2 separate regions of the Gossypium hirsutum genome follow, and region 2 is linked to region 1. Evidence: chromatin contacts called from public Hi-C data. All regions are on one chromosome and are shown on one strand. The core of a region is the stretch at or near the end of the contact, and the rest is flanking DNA. Distances in the headings are between cores, read along the strand shown. Region 1 holds the start of LOC107899516 (SRSF protein kinase 1). Region 2 holds the start of LOC107899511 (cactin).

Region 1 (3,546 bases), core at 696-3,195:
AGTTGTCACCACTATGGGGGTCAAAGAGTACATCACCCGTTGCGAGCTCAAAACAAATGCAAGCAAACGACCAAAGGTCCGCCGACGTAGAATACTTAGATCCCAGGATCACCTCAGGACACCTATATTGTCTTGTCTGAATATCATTAGTAAATTGTTTATATGTCCAACATGCATTCCCAAAGTCAACTAATTTGCACTTCAAGTCAACTGATGCCAACAGTTTCCGCCTTGTGGAGCGACTTCCTCTCTTATCACCTTGACTTGCTTGACTAGAATCCTTTGTACCATCAGCATCAGAGACTCTATTGGCATTGCCGGAACTAGTGGCACATTCAACAGAATCCGCAATAGGAGATGATTTAGCTGCACAAGATGTTTCAGGATCCTCATCACCTTCTGCAGTAACTTCTTTCTCCAGACATCCCTGAGCCACTCGCTTAGCCTTTCTCCGAAACTTTTTCTTCTGATTTCTACTCAAATCCCCATTAGTAGACAGCACCGTCTTGTCCTTACTATTCGGAAGGATGAGAGGAGCACCAGACTTTCTAGGGTCCTTGGACGGATCTATCATTGAGAACAATAAAATATTTTCCGGCTTCAGATCAGTGTGTATAATGGAAAGCTCCCTATGCAAGTAATCCAAGCCCATTAGAATATGGAAACATATCTCCTTAACCATATGAATAGGCATGCCACGATAATCAGAATACTTGATGAGAGTCAAAAGATTATCTCCCAAGTACTCAAACACAATACAAACATGCTGCCCATTCGGACCTGAATGCTTAAAATGATCCAAAAGCTTCACCGCACATTTTTTATCCTCTTTATCCCCATCCGCAATCTGTTGCAAGATTGTTATCTCATCCATCGCTGCCTCAGTGTAATGCTGGGCACTTTTTTGTACTTTCAAAGCTACATAACACTGTAGTTTAAAAACAAATTATTAAATATAACATAATAAAAGCAATTTAACTAAAATTAAAAGAGAATAGACTACATTTCTTAGTGATTTTTCTGCTGTTTCATAGTCAAAATTGATCGAGCAAACAAATGACTACTTGCGAGTGGCAACGAACACTTTTTATTCGTTCTTTACAATCCATTATATTTTTCTCCGTTATTTTCTAGGCAAAAAGTCTTAACACGATATTAACACAAATGAAATGATAAAGGTTCTTCTAGATGCTTTTCCTTCAATTAAAGGATCGAAAAAGTCTTATCAAATATTACTGAAATAAACCAAATAAATAGAGCTAAAAGGCAAACTTCTTCAGTAAACTAAGCAGATTTAATTATAGTAGGGCATAATTGAAGTGATCAACAAGGGAAACGAAGCAAGATCTGCTAGAGAGAAAGAGGAGTACGGAGCGGTGAGTGTCCCAAGCGAGCCAAACGGTGGAGAAATGGCCCCAACCGAGCTTGCTTTGTACAACGTAACGACCGTTCTTGAAAGTGTCTCCGATTCTAACAGCGTGATAACCGCCCCGCCGGTAATCTTCCGTTCCTTCGTCTTCCGATGTCAAATCCCCGCTCTCCGTCCCGGTCCACTCTTCTTCCTCCTCCTTGTCCCCCATTCCCTTGTCTTCCAAAATCTAGAAAAGGAAAATTTAAAAGGACATAATTTCTAAAAATTTCAACAATTCCTCGATTAGATTCAGCTGGATCAGTAGATCTTGCAGCTACTCCTATGATAGATAAAGGAACATTTCTCTTTTCTTCGTTTAGATTGAAGGAAAATAAAATGTTGGAAAAAGAAGAAAAAAAACCTTTTTCGGTTTTTGTGCGGGAGTATAATCCCCGTATGGGAAGTAGGGACTTTGAAATTTGGGGTTTTCGTTTTCTTCTTTTCCTTTCCTAATACTCGGCGTAAAAAAGGGGGCTGGAATCCTCTGTGTGTGAGGTGTCGTCATTAATCGGAAAATCCAAAATGATTGGAGTACTATTACCAGTAAAGCAACATTTATTTTTTAGTTTTGAAATTTAAATTCTCTCAAATAATTTAATAACATTGTTAAGATGAAATTTAAAAATGTATAATTTAAAAAAGTTACAAAATTTTCCTAAATTGATGTATTTTTATTTTTAGAAATTTATTTTTTTTATTTTTAAATATTAAATATTAAATTTAATTATTAATATTGTTAAAATTTATATTCATCATTTATTTACCAACATGATTGCCCATTGAATTTCTTTTAATTTTAAAATGACAAGTAAAATTTTTTTTAATAATTTAGAGTGACAACAATTAAACTTAAATTTTAAAATTTAAAAAGAAAATAAAGAATTAAATTCCTGAAAATAAAAATATAATGATTAAATTTTAAATTTATAAAGAATAAGAGACTATATTTTAACCTTTTTAAAAATCTAAAAAAACCACTATTAAAAATATTTTAAAAAATTCATTTTTTTTTTATTTTTTAAGCTGGCCCTTCCTTCCAAGGGGATTCGGTTCTCTTGTTTCTTTCATTACCAACAAAAAGAGTTTGTTATTTGCAACATCGCCTCTAATCTTCCATCCATCACTCCACCACCAAATTAAGTATTTTGCTCTTACTTTCCGAACTTACAATTTACTACTTTCATCCTTTTCAATTATTTTTCTTATAGGAAATACCCAAATATTGAAACTCCACCTACATTTTTTAAATTAAAAAAAACTGCCTCGACCCTTGACCCAACATTTTATGAAAAATTGACTCCGACTTCGACTCTTACTCCAACCAGAATTTATTTTATTACGTTAAACAAATTTTGTAATTATAAAAGAACCAAATCAATTAATTTGATGTTACGAGTATGTTTGAACTCACAAGTTAGATTTTTTTTTAACCATTAACCAACATAAATATATACGAGTTTCAACGTGGAGAATTTTACAGTCATCCAAGCATTGGTGTTGCATAAATTTATAAAAACAAGGGGAAATATACAAAAACCACACCTCAAGTAACACTAAGGGCACGTTTGGTTTGCTGTATTGGATTAGAGGTGTATTGGATTAGAGGTGTAATGGAATAGATGTGTAATAGCAAATCAACTGTTTGGTTGAATGTAATGGAATAGAGGCGTAATAGTAAAACTGTGTTTGGTTGAATATAATAGAGGTGTAATAGCATAATGGAGAAAACTAAAATGACCAGAATACCCTTAGCATAAATTTGTTTTGGTAAATGATTATTGTTATTGTTATTTAAATTTTAATAAGATTATTTATTATCAAAAATAAATAATTTAATCATATTTAAACATAATTATTATTTAATATATTTTAATTAAAATATATAATTTAATAAAATTCTTAATAATTAGCAGAAATTTGTTTTGGTAAATTATTTTATTTAAATTTTAATAAGATTATTAATATCAATAATAAATAATTTAATCATATTTAAACATAATTATTATTAAATATATTTTAATTAAAATATATAATTTAATAAAATTCTTTATAATTAATATTCTTATATGAATTTACTCAAATCATAATATATGATACTGTAAAATATAAATTAAAATAATAATTATTAAATATAT
Region 2 (3,546 bases), core at 375-2,874, 380 kb before region 1:
TCTCAGGCACTTTATGTGTCGTATCAGGCACCTCGTGTGTCATTTCAGGCACTTATGTGTCGTATACTAATCAGGTACTATGTACCATTTTAGGCACAATGTGCCGTACTGGTGTGTTTGGGTTGGAATCCGTGTATCCGTCAAGTCTAGATTGTTAATAAGGTGAATAATTGAAATGAGAAAATCAAATGAATTTGATCGATTATAGTATTGAATATGAGGAAATTTAAAATTGTGGATTGAAATTGAGATTGAAAACAAAAGGCATGAACTTAATGTTCAAGTAGTGATTGAAATTGTTACATGTGATATGTGATTGAAATTGAAGAATAGCTATAAATTTTATTGTTATTGTTAATTGATGAAAGTTTAAAAATTAATTAATAATTAAGAAGATGGATAGTTACATGCTTGGTAATTCTATTTCTTTATTGCTATTATAATTTGAATTATGGTAATACTACGGAGTGTAAAATACTCAGCGTACGGTTGTTTCTATGCGCAGGTTAAAAAGGAGTCAGAGTCTCGGTTCAGCATCCAGGACAATCCCGACTCCAGCATAAAGATTTTGGTGATGTTTTCTTCCTTTAAGTGAAAGTGGCATGTACATAGGGATTATAATGGTTATTTTAGTATGTTATATAATTTTGTTGTAAAGAAAGATATTTGGTGTTTTGACGATTAAATTAGTAAAATGGTAGAAATTGTTTATGGCATTGGTATTGAATTGGAATGGCTTGAATAGTTGATGAACTAATTAGAAATGTTAATAGGGTTTTCATTAATTAAGTTGTTAAGTCAATATGTCAAGTATGATTTAAGTATATTTGAGTATATAAATGTATTGGTTGAAATACTGAAATTGGTTTGGTTGCGATTTGAAATTTACAGGGAAGGTTCAATAATTATAAAGAGGTTATATTGATTTTTTTAAATGAAGCCAATTAATATAAATTTATATGAATTTATGATTCTTTTATATATGTTTTTTATTTATTTAAGAATTATTTGTAAATTGTTCGAAATGTCCGGTAATGCCTCGTAACCTTGTTCCGGCGACAGTTTGGGGTTAGGGGATCTTACATTTTGAAGGTGTTCTTGTCTCTTTAACTCTTTTACATAAAAATATAGAAAAATACACACATAATAATATTTGAATATAAGACTATTTTTCAATATATTTACTTTGTCATTTTAACTAAAGCCTCATTTGATTTTTATATCAATTTCTTTTATAAATGTATTTGTTACATAATTCTGTTTTCACCCATCTCATGAACGTGACATAATTTAGTTATTATTTAAACCTATCCAAGTCACAACTCAATCAAAAAATACCAAAAATCTATTTCTTTTACAAAAGATTTAAACTTAATGTCTTAATTTTAACATTTCTTTATTTCAACTAAAGCCTTATTTAGATTTCATCGATGAATAGATAAGAAGTGATTAAATTAATTTTAAAAATTTTTAAATATTTTAATAATTTATTTGATTTGGACAGATAAACCCATAAAAGTAATTGGATTAGTAACAGTTGGTTTGAGCAGTCTGCGTCCAAAAAGAAATGGCAAATTCCATAAATATAAAGGTTAAGTTTTTAAAGTCGGTTAAACCCGACCCAGGGCGGGATCCAAAATTTATTTTAATAGCTGGACGTTGGTATGCAAATCAAAAACCCTATCCTAATCATGGCAGGAAGTAGTCGAAGCAAAAGAAGATCTTACGACGACTCGGCTTCCGAGTCTGAATCAGACGAAACCGACAGCGGAGATTCTTCCCCCGACAGAAGATACCGCAAACGCAGCAAGGATAGAAGCCGTCGCAGTAAAAGCAAAAGCAGCCGCCATAGCCGTAGCCGGAGCCGTCGCGGTCGTGATTCCGAAGAGTATTCCGGTGATGATAGCGATGGAAGCGATCGAGGACGTAGTAAGAAGAAGAGATCTTCTAGAAACATCACGGAAGAGGAAATTGCTGAGTATATGGCAAAGAAAGCACAAAAGAAGGTTTTTTTTTGGCTTTCCTTCGATTATTTCGAATATTTTGGATTTCTTTTTTGTGAATTAATAGTTCAATATTTTAATTAGGCAATGCGAGCTGCGAAGAAATTGAAAGCACAAACAGTATCGGGTTATTCAAATGATTCAAATCCTTTTGGCGATTCGAATCTCAACGAGAAGTAAGTTTCTTTTCTCAACTTTTTTCTTTTTCTTATGAATGACTTATTGTTAAAAGTTTAGAGTGTTCGAACCTGGAAAATTATAAGAAACTCAAAATTTACTGAGTAATCGTCGCAATTAAAGTTCTTGCTCTATCTTTTATCAGGCACTTATAGATAATATCTTCTGGGATTGAATGCTTCACTAATCCAGTGACTGAATTTGTGTGATAAATAATAATATCTAATACAAATGGGATTGCATGTGGTCTTTAGATTTGTTTGGCGGAAGAAAATCGAGCGTGATGTTTCCCAAGGGGTGCCATTGGACACGTTTTCAGTGAAAGCTGAGAAGAAGAGACAAAAAGAGAGAATGGTAAGGTGGTATAGGTTAAGATTATTTTTGTGTAGTATTAATCATATAATATGTGAATGTGGAATGAAATCCATTGTTTCATGAATGCTTATACAAATTCACATTGCAGGCTGAGATTGAAAAAGTTAAAAAGAGAAGGGAGGAAAGGGCACTTGAGAAAGCACAACATGAGGAAGAAATGGTAAAGTTTGGTTTCTTGAAAAGCATGGTTGTGACCTATTGCAAAATTAAACTTTATCTGGGGCTTTCTTGGTTGATATTAAATGTTTTTTGGTTTATTAACCTCTGTTCCCGCAGGCTTTGCTAGCTAGAGAACGTGCTAGAGCTGAGTTTGACGATTGGGAGAAGAAGGAGGAGGAGGTATGGTGCTGAGTGTCCTTTTTTCTTTCTTTTTTTTTGTTGATACTTTTTTTTTCTGTTCCTTTATAGTTGGTTAGGATAGTAACATGTGCTATCTACAGTTCCATTTTGATCAAAGCAAAGTCAGATCAGAGATTAGATTGCGTGAAGGCCGTACAAAGCCTATTGATATTTTGTCCAAGCATCTGAATGGCTCTGATGATATGGATATAGAGCTAAATGAACCATACATGGTTTTCAAGGTATATCTCCGTCTGTTGTTGTTTCCCTTGTACTTGACACCTTTTAATGCCTCTAGCTTTCAATTTTGATCATTTTAAATATTGTTTTATTGAAGATCAGTTTGCTAAATATAGTTAGATTATGGGAATTTTCTTTTGTTGGTCATATTATAGTTTCATGTTGTTTGATTTGTTTGTTGGACCTCAGTTTAATGGACCATAACTGTGTACCGACCCTCTGCACTTTGTAATCATAAGTAGTTCAGTGCTTTATTGTTATCAACATTTTATTATTCATTTGTCTCATTTGTGATTATCATTGATCTTGGTGTCTGATGTTTCTGATTCAGGGTTTGACGGTTAAAGAGATGGAAGAGCTTCGTGATGACATCAAAATGCATCTTGATTTGGATAGGGCAACTCCAACACAC

What was found. Hi-C and Micro-C count contacts between places; a contact is called where the count stands out from the background.
Region 2: a Hi-C map of leaf shows a contact between it and region 1, with 2.2 times the contacts expected there. The contact joins the promoter of LOC107899511 here to the promoter of LOC107899516 in region 1. A contact is called at or near these places in 2 of 34 Hi-C or Micro-C datasets (both in leaf).

The regions. Positions count from the first base shown.
Region 1 is chrD04:39,259,529-39,263,074 of Gossypium_hirsutum_v2.1, reverse strand. LOC107899516 (SRSF protein kinase 1) reads right to left here and starts at 1,945. Exons shown (of 6, transcript XM_016825255.2): 1 at 1,773-1,945; 2 at 1,371-1,598; 3 at 1-928. The coding sequence starts at 1,916.
Region 2 is chrD04:39,636,870-39,640,415 of Gossypium_hirsutum_v2.1, reverse strand. LOC107899511 (cactin) reads left to right here and starts at 1,624. Exons shown (of 14, transcript XR_005912193.1): 1 at 1,624-2,006; 2 at 2,088-2,179; 3 at 2,435-2,534; 4 at 2,644-2,715; 5 at 2,832-2,894; 6 at 2,996-3,136; 7 at 3,466-3,546.